Regions from separate parts of the Mus musculus genome. Here region 2 is linked to region 1. A link is a contact called in public Hi-C data. All regions are on one chromosome and are shown on one strand. The core of a region is the stretch at or near the end of the contact, and the rest is flanking DNA. Distances in the headings are between cores, read along the strand shown. Region 1 overlaps A430093F15Rik (RIKEN cDNA A430093F15 gene). Region 2 holds the start of Slc15a3 (solute carrier family 15, member 3).

Region 1 (4,752 bases), core at 1,257-3,756:
ATTTAGAGCTGCGTCACCAAGGAAAAGTTGCTGCATGTCTGAGCACTAGTTTCCTTGGCCTGAGGCACAAATAGTCTTCTGTTTCTTTGTGTTAGACAGGTAGGGCTCTGCATTGCTACACTCATGGTTTCTTTCTGACCCGGGGTCCTTCCTTACCTACCCTTGTACAGTCTGGGACCCACCTGGGGCTTGAAGGCTAACCTCACATCATGGGTGATGCTTAAGATAGAAGCAGTCATATTGAGCAGAGCCAGCCTTGGGCAGAGCCAGCTTGGGCCTGGGTGGTGAATGTGACGAGGTTCAGGACAAATGTCCAAGTCTGGTTTGAGGCTCAAGGGGCTGCAGAACACAGCCCACTGAATGGGACATACTCCTGGACAGCCAGCCAGTTCTGAGCTGCAGGGATGGAACTGTAACAGAGGCTGTAGTGTGCAGAGCTCATGGCCATGGGCAAGGCCAGCGCTCAAGCTGTCACTCATTTCATCTTCATCTCAGCCACAGAGTGAGGTTGATGCCGTCTACACTATAGTGTCGCCGGCTGTGGGTCCCAGAGGCAGAAGTCACTTACTCTCCATGCTGGCTGAGCAAGTGCTACAGCCCAGGGTGGATTCTGGGTCTGGCAGTGTGGCAGAGCTCCCGCTGTGCTGTAGCCTAGTGCAAAATGAAGCCAGCTTGGCTCCGGGAGCAGGGGCAGCTTGAGCCTCAGAACCCTTTCTCGTGCAGCTCTGAACCCTTCATTGCAACGCCTGTTCTGTGCACGGTGGAAAACAGCTCTACCCAGGTACCTTGCATTTAATACGATCCACTTGGACCATCGAGTGGGGTTTTGTTGTTGTTTTGTTTTTAGCAAATTTTCAACTACTACATAACCCATCAGTACAACCCAATTTCTTGACACTTGTATGGCTTACTTGGAGTCAGTCACCCTCCTGTCCTGTGTGGCTTTGCTAAGTGACTTCTGTTTCACCTTGTATGGCTACAGCTCTTTGTAGAGGGATGTTTCACATGCATCACTGTGTCCTGGGCTCCTCTGTGCTTTGCTCTCTGTACTCCATGTAATGTCCCGGAGGCCATGCTTGCTGTTCTGTCCTTGTGGTACCAGCCTCTTCTCTTCTCTTCTCTTCTCTTCTCTTCTCTTCTCTTCTCTTCTCTTCTCTTCTCTTCTCTTCTCTTCTCTTCTCTTCTCTTCTCTCCTCTCCTCTCCTCTCCTCTCCTCTCCTCTCCTCTCCTCTCCTCTCCCCTTCTCTCCCTCACCTCATGCACCCCCCAATCCCTCCTCTTACCTCATCTCCCCTTGCTTCTTCATGTATTCATATAAGTATATATATATGAATGAATATATATATGGTCATATAGTCTCATATAGCTCAGGCCACCAAGAACTCTTTATGGAGCTCCTCCTGCTGCTACCTCTGAAGTGCTGGGATGATTACCAGCGTGCACTGCCTGCCTGGAATGCTCAGAGCTTTCATATCACATGCCTCACATTTTGTCCACTCCCTAGTCAATGCACATTTGGGTATTTTTATTTTGCCCAGAGGGTTCTTTGGCTGAGGATTTTGTCTGCTCCATTTTACACCTGAAAGTCCTTTGACCTGACTTGAGGTGTCCTTGCTCCTTTTCAAGCCCACTCCATGGTCTCCTTAAAGGCCCCATCCCACCCCTACCCCCATCCCCTCCCAGTAACAATCCACTCAGATGCTTTCTCATTTGTCTGTGGGAGTCTGCTCTCATCTCTCCAACTTGTCTGCCTGGGGACTGCTGCCAGCCAGCCAGCCAACTGTGGAAATCAATTTAAATCGAATAGTGGTTTGCTCTCTCCCAAGAGGCAAGGTAATTTTCTTTGGTGGGAAGGAAGATAATGAGGGTCGGTTTGGACTTGACCTGGCTCCTCCAGGAAAGAGCTAGGAGTTCCAGAACTCTACTATCTTGAGTGTTAATTAAAACAGCTCCTGGGGTGAAGAACAAGACAGAAGTGAGCCGCAATGGGGCCCAGAGTCTGAACTTTCTGCTCTCTGCTTCCCTTTCCACAGTGTCAGCAAGCATGTGCTGTTCAGAGTGCTCTGTGTTAGTAGTGTGGTTCCTGGGACATCCCCCTTCCATATCTGCAACACCTATGTCCTTGGCCCTCAGGGGCTCGGGTCATGGCTTGGGGCCTGTGAGGGTGCACCACCCTGCTCCCTGTACTTATGTGGACGGAAGTTGATGGCAAAGACAAGGATCGCCATCTCCCAATGATGTTTAGAAAGCTTGTGATGGGAAGATGAGGTGGGGATCAAGGACAGAGTCCTGCCTAGGCTCTCCCCTGCATTAGCCACAGGAACAGATGGGAATAAGAACGTTAAGGCAATGTGACTGTGCCTTTGACCTGCGTGCTTCCTTCCTCAGAACGAGTGTCTAGGATTTCGGATGCTCATCCATCCTTGGGATCCTTGGGGTTGGGGAGGACATTAGATGGGGTTGGCTGCATCTGCTGGCATCCCAGCTCTGTCACTTATCTATGGGACCCTGGTCCTTCACTCCACTGAAGCTTGGTGTCTGTACTTTCCCATGAGTGTGTTCTAGGTCTTGTCAGCTATAGCAGTGTCCTGGAATGTGATTTCCCTGTGACCTGTGAGGCATAAAATCCCCCTATTTCTCTGATTCCTTTTGAGGCCCCTGGAAGTGGTCGCTAGCAGTGCCCACGGGGCCCAGAAGAAAATAATTCTTTTCAAGCCCTTGGAGAAGAGACACTCACTGTTTGATTCCCTCTGGAAGCGAAGCCTTCATTTTAGCTGGTGTTCATAAATCAAATGCCCAAATGCTCAGGAAGACACTTTACAGTCTCGCTAATGAAGCTGAGTGGAGCCGCATTGGAAATAGCTTTTGAGGACCTAGAGAAGGGGATCTAATGACTCTCGTGTTCTGGCTGTGCTTTTATGACATTGAGAAGAGCAATTGGTTCTGCTAAAAATAAATGAGTCTGCTTAATGGGAATACCTACCAAGCGGGGGCTGTGACATTCCACTAGTCGGCTTGGTGTGGAGAATGAGATAGTAACCACAGCTATGTCCTGTTTTATTCATTTAAAAAATAAGTCTCATCATTTTTTGACCATTTCACACATGTGTATGATGTATTCTTATTCCACTCACCCCACCATCTCTTAGCTCTCCCACATCCCTGTCAAGACCCCCTCCTCCCTAAAATTCCCCTTCCTGAATTTTTATCTTTTTGTTTGGGTTTGTGCCTTGCTGAGTTTAACTAGGGCTGCGCGTGTGACCATGGGTTTGGAATTGTTCACTGGAGCCTGATTACATCATGTGTTTCAGCTTGTAACTTACAGATCTGTATTCTTAGCCTGTAAAATCTTAAATATGTAATATACAAATAGAATTTTAATTCATAAAATGGTGGCTACCAAGATTTACTTAGGAAAATGAAAGTTTCTATTTCTGTTTATTGGATGCCAACCATGGCTTGATGCTGTCCTCAGCCCTTCTTGTGCCTTTTGTTTATTTGTGTGAAGCAGGGTCTCATGTAGCCCAGGCTGGCCCCAAATTCTATATGTAGCTGAGGGTAACCTCAGACTTCTGAGCTTACCTGCTGTCATGTTACACCACATCTGCACTTTGTGATGCTGATAGAACCCAGGGCCTCCAGCCTGCTAGACAAACACACCACCAGCTGGGCCACATCTCCAGCTCATTCAGTATCGACTTTATAGAGACTTTGCAGAGTCTTGTGGAGCAAACTCTTCCCCCACCTCTATCTTAAAGGTAAGGAAGCAAGGCTGAGAAAAGTTAAGTGTCACACCAAGGTCATGCACCCAAGGTCATGTGACCCAGAGGTGAAGTAGCCATCTGGCTTCCATGACTCAGTTTCCCTACTCATCACACTGTTCTGTGAACATAACTTTGCTTTCCAACATGCAGAGTGGGGAATTAGAACAAACAATGCTGAACTAGGGCATTTCTGGCCTCAAAAGTAGAGAGGTCGCTTAAAGGTAATTTATATTGTTTTGTTCAAATGTTTATCCATTTTCTAAGATGGCAACTCAGGACTATGCAGGGGAGGGAGGGCTTTTGTTTTGTTTGGGGGAAAAAAACCACCTTTCTCCCCCAACTCTCTACCTTTTTAGACTCAGCAGCCAGGGATCAAGAGTCAGGCAGAGAGAAAGACTAATATCAGAAAAATGATGCCTCTCATATGTGGGGACTTCATGGGAAGACATAGAGATCTGGGGGCTTAGAGAACACACAGGACAGTAACTATGGAGAAGGGAGTTGACAGAATGGCTCTAGGGGTAGCTGATGGTGGGAAAGATGTGGGAAGAGGAGTGTGCCCTGCAGATTCCAGTTGGAGCCTTGTACATTGATTGACATTGTCAGTTCCCAAAGATGCAGAGTCCCCTTCTCTCCCTATGGGAGCAGGGACATCTTTCCAGACAGAATTCTGTATCACTTGTATGAAGGTAAGTTTGCACCCTGCTGTAAGACAGAAGAGGGGAGAGTAGGGAGCCTGTTGTTTTCAGCTCAAAGCTGTCCTCATGGGTACACACATGATGGGGAGGGGGGCATATCTGAGGTGCTTCCACTGTATATTATATTTAAAACAGAAAAAAAAAACATGATTACACTTCTCGCTTTAAATGCACTAACTGAAAGGACTCAATTTAGAATAAAAGTATGGGTTTAAAACGCTTGCGGCAGGCTTATTATCTCTTGGATAAAGACTAATGTGTCACTTAGAAAGTATCTTCAAGAAAGGGAA
Region 2 (4,409 bases), core at 776-3,275, 73 kb after region 1:
ATCTGATGCCCTCTTCAGACCCCAGAGAGGACCAGGCACTCATGTGGTATACATATATATACATACATACTTACGTGTAAAACATTCACACACATAAAACAGAAATAAATGCATCTTTAAAAATAAAAGAATGAATAAAAAACAGGCTTGGCGTGTAGCTCAATTTGTAGAGTGGAGGCCTAGCATGCCCAAGGTCCAGAGTTTAATGACCAGCACCACATATATTGGGCATGGTGACACACACCTATAGTCCTAGTACTCTAGAGGTGGAAATGGAAAGATCAGACGTGCAAGATCATCCTTGGCTACATCGTGTGAGTTACAAGCCAACCTGGCCTACATTAAGACCTTGCCTCAAAAACCAAACAAACAGGGCCAGAGTGAGCCTCGCTGGAGTGAGTGGACAGGAGCTAGCAAAGGTCCTGAGTTCAACTCCCAGTAACCACATGGTGGCTCACAACCATCTGTACAGCTACAGTGTACTCACATACATTAAACAAACAAACAAACAAACAAATATTTTTTTAAAAAAAACAAGCAAACGGAGAGTTGAGAGTTAAGAGCACTGACTGATCTTCCAAAGAATTCAGTTCAATTCCCAGCAGCCATATGACAGTTCACAGCTATCTGTAACTCCAGTTCCAGGGGATCTGCAACCCTCACACAGACATACATGCAGGCAAAACACTAATACACATAAAATAAAAATAAAAAATAAATATATATGCAAATAAAATAATAAAAATTACACATACACGTTTAAAACCCATGTGTTTGATGGTGACTCTGGCTTTTTAGCAAAGGTGTTTATTTTAGTTTTTAGCTTTCTGATGTTGTTCTTGCTGCTGCTTAAACCACTCTCATTCTCTGTCATTTATTCAACCAATATTTAATGAATGGCTGCCATTGCTAAGCACTGGGAAGTACTAGGAATGTTCTCAAATGTGCCTGCCTCAATAGTGAGCCCTTTCCCACCATGGGGTAGAGCATAAAACAGTAACTAAGCCACCAAGGTTGAGCTGAGATAGTGTGACCTGCTGCGTGTGATGGTGAAAATCCAACTGGGCAGTTGCTAACCTCAGAGCATCTGGGAAGGCCCCTGGGAGAGAGATCTTTCCACCTAAATAAAGAGAAAGTAGCCTCACGAAGGGCTTGAGGAAGAGCCTGTCTGGACAAGAGACAGCAGAGCAAGTCACTGAGCCAGCCTGGGAGGCGAGCAGAAAGATCAGCAGACCACACTAAGTGGGTTGCGATGAGGTCAGCGCCCTTTAAACATTTAGGTCAAGAAGTGGCTGACTCTTCTTTATTTTCCTGTAGGGCACCAGGGGATCTGAGTAAGGGGTGGCTGTGATTTAGTCTGAGGTCAGTGCCCCTGTCAATCTTGTGGCTCCCATATGGCGCCACTTCCTTCCCCTCTACTGCTTTTGCAATGCAACGTTCATGTCAGCACTTCTTTTGACATAGGCTGTTGTGGGCCCTGAGGCTCAGATACCAGGATCCAGTCACTTCTCACCTCCTTTCCCCACCCCTACTGGGCTTTGTCTCTGCATCTGTGAAGGGACACCTGGGCCTACCAAATGCTCCATGTGGCCTTCACAGATCCAATGGACTGGTCTCAGCGTCACCACCCCATGTTAGTGCTGAAGGAGCCTGAAACTCCTCCACACGTGGCTCCCTGGGCAGAAGATGCCTCTCAGTGTCTGCCTGCCTCATCCAAAGTCCCCAGCTACGGAGACGATCAAACTCGAGCGGAGAAGGATGCTTTAGGGTGGAAAGGGAAATGGGTTGGAGTGAAACTGAAAGGAAGGCTCCCTTCCTGGCCCCCGGAAAGCCTGCAGACGGGCTAAGAGGGCAGGCAACAGTCCAGGAGAAGGGAGATTTTTAGAAAGCTGGATGAGAAGGGACCCTGTGACCCACAGACTTTCATTTCTCCTAAATACCGGGTGACGTAGGCAGCCACAGGGCCAGTAAAAAGGGGAAGCCCAGGGTTTCTTAAGAAGCAGAAAAAGGGACAGAGGCTAAGCTGAGAGGAAGAGCCAGAGGGGACTAAGGAAGGAAGAGAAGCAGTCAAGCAAAAAGGAGTGTGTAGAGGAGGTGGCCGGGCCAGGGGAGACATTGAGGCCCAGGTATCATAAGAGAAGGGGACAATTAGAAAAGGCAGTTAACCGGGGACACTAGAGGAAAGGGGGGCCGGGAGGATAAGGTAGTGGAGCAAGCAGGATGATGGGGTAGGGTTGGGGGGGGGGGGGTAGACTAGGCCAGAGCAGAGGAAGGAAAGGAGACGATTTGATAGAAGCACAGGGGAGATGAACAAGAAGAACTGGGAGGGGAAGGAGTGAGTGGAGAGTTCAAGTGGAGATAGAAACTAGGTAGCAAGGAGAGGGACCTGAGGGAAAAAGAGAGAGAGAACGACACGGGGTGAGAAAAGAGGGCGATCAGGGTTAGGGGAGAGGAGGGGAGGACAGAGGAGAGAGTCTGGGTCACGGAGACAGGAAGGCCAGGATGTCTGCCCCTCGCGCGGAAGAGCAACCAAGCAGGTCCGGAGAGCGACAACCGCTGGTGGCCCGAGGCCCGCGGGGACCACGACGGTGGAGACGGACAGCTGCTGCTGCGGTGCTGCTAGTGCAGATGCTGGAACGCGCTGCCTTCTTTGGTGTCACCTCCAACCTCGTGCTCTACCTCAACAGCTTGAACTTCAATTGGGACGGCCAACAGGCATCACGGGCCACACTCCTCTTCCTAGGCGCCTCCTACCTGCTGGCTCCAGTGGGGGGCTGGCTGGCAGACGTGTACCTGGGACGCTTCCTCACTATCTCGCTCAGCCTGCTGCTCTATCTGGCTGCCTCTGGCTTGTTGCTCACCACCATCACCAATGATGGCCGCAGATCCTTCTGTGGAGAGATGCCCGAGTTGCCACTGGAACCTGCCTGCCCATCCTCAAGCTGCCAAGGCTCCTGGTCCAGCCCCTACTGCGCGACCACCCTCTACTTGGTGTTGCTGCTCCTGGCCCTGGCTGCCAGCTCCGTCAGGAGCACCCTCACCTCGTTCGGGGCTGACCAGGTGAGTGGTCAGAGGCATTGTGCCACGGAGGCCAAGGGGGACTGGAAATCCTGAGATGGAGGTTCTAGCCTCCAGAGGGACTTCAGGCAAACTACTTCCCCTCTCAACATCAGTTTCCTTATATGAAAACAGATGGGCTGCTTGCTCTAGAAAGAGTCAGGAGGACTCAGGAGGACTAGCCACAGCTCCCATGGCCCTCTGAGCCATGCCCCATGCCCCATGCCTATTGCCTTTTATTCTTTAAGACAGAGTCCCAATTTTCTAGGCTGGCCTCCAACTTGATTTGTGCCTGTGGAGAGCTATGGACTCCTGAACCTCCCATGGTGCTAGCTACCATGTCTGCCCCAGTGATGTGTGTGTGTGTGTGTCTGTCTTTCTTGTTTTAACCTACACCTCTGTAACCCAGATCAGTCTAGAATTCATTAAGGAGCCCAGGTTGGCCTTGCATTTGTGGCTATGCCCCTGACTCAGACTCCTAGGTGCTAGGATTTCAAATGCGAGCCACCATGCCTAGTTCCTTTCCATGTTTTTTTTTTTTTTAAAGATTTATTTATTTATTTATTATATGTAAGTACACTGCAGCTGTCTTCAGACACTCCAGAAGAGGACATCAGATCTTGTTACAGATGGTTGTGAGCCACCATGTGGTTGCTGGGATTTGAACTCTGGACCTTCGGAAGAGCAGTCGGGTGCTCTTACCCACTGAGCCATCTCACCAGCCCCCTTTCCATGTTTTAATGTGGTCCTCTTAACTATCCCCCAGGTGAGTAGTGTTGTAGCCCCTCAACTTATCTCAGATGACAGAGAGCAGGTCCCGAGGGACGGTGAAGCAGCTGAGTCTCAGGTCCTGGCTTGAGCCCTGTCTGAGTGTGTCACTGGGACTTGGGTGCAGGTGCAGGAGCCAGCCAGCCTTTTCTCACCCAGAAACAGCAGAGGCAGTGGGTAAATGACTGACAAAGTCTTGCCAGCATGGCTCCGTTTGGGTAGCTGTGCACAAGTGGGATTGTTGATAATAAACACTAGGAAGGGATATTATTAAAACAACCACACACGGTGTGAATAATCACAGGTGGAATGCAGAAACACAAATAGACAGCCATGGGAAAGATGAGGTGTCCATAGAAGGGGGGACAGGTGACGGTGGCAGTGTGTTCAGGCTACTGGGCGCTCTGTACTTCTCTCTCATTTACTCTGCCCTCCTCAAAAGCACTCACAGTTTTAAATGAGGTGTCTTCTGGCTGGCATCCACAATCCAGCGCCCCTACTGTGACCAGAGTCCTTTACTAAGGACTTCCCATGATTTTTAATAGCACTTATTGTATTGCTTATGTGTGTTTGTGTCTTTGCAA

Evidence for each region. Hi-C and Micro-C count contacts between places; a contact is called where the count stands out from the background.
Region 2: a Hi-C map of nephron progenitors shows a contact between it and region 1, with 2.0 times the contacts expected there. A contact is called at or near these places in 11 of 39 promoter capture datasets (3T3-L1-derived adipocytes, the C10 cell line, the HPC-7 cell line and 8 more), 3 of 484 Hi-C or Micro-C datasets (bone marrow-derived macrophages, nephron progenitors and regulatory T cells), 6 of 130 datasets of targeted methods (CD8 T cells, the NIH/3T3 cell line, Th2 cells and 2 more) and 3 of 9 other capture datasets (adipose tissue, liver and pancreatic islet).

The regions. Positions count from the first base shown.
Region 1 is chr19:10,767,160-10,771,911 of GRCm38.p6, forward strand. The region is part of intron 1 of A430093F15Rik (RIKEN cDNA A430093F15 gene); the gene reads left to right. Among named protein-coding and RNA genes, the nearest start is that of A430093F15Rik, 29 kb to the left of the region's middle.
Region 2 is chr19:10,840,519-10,844,927 of GRCm38.p6, forward strand. It overlaps Slc15a3 (solute carrier family 15, member 3), which reads left to right and starts at 2,026. Exons shown (of 8, transcript NM_023044.2): 1 at 2,026-3,060. The coding sequence starts at 2,503.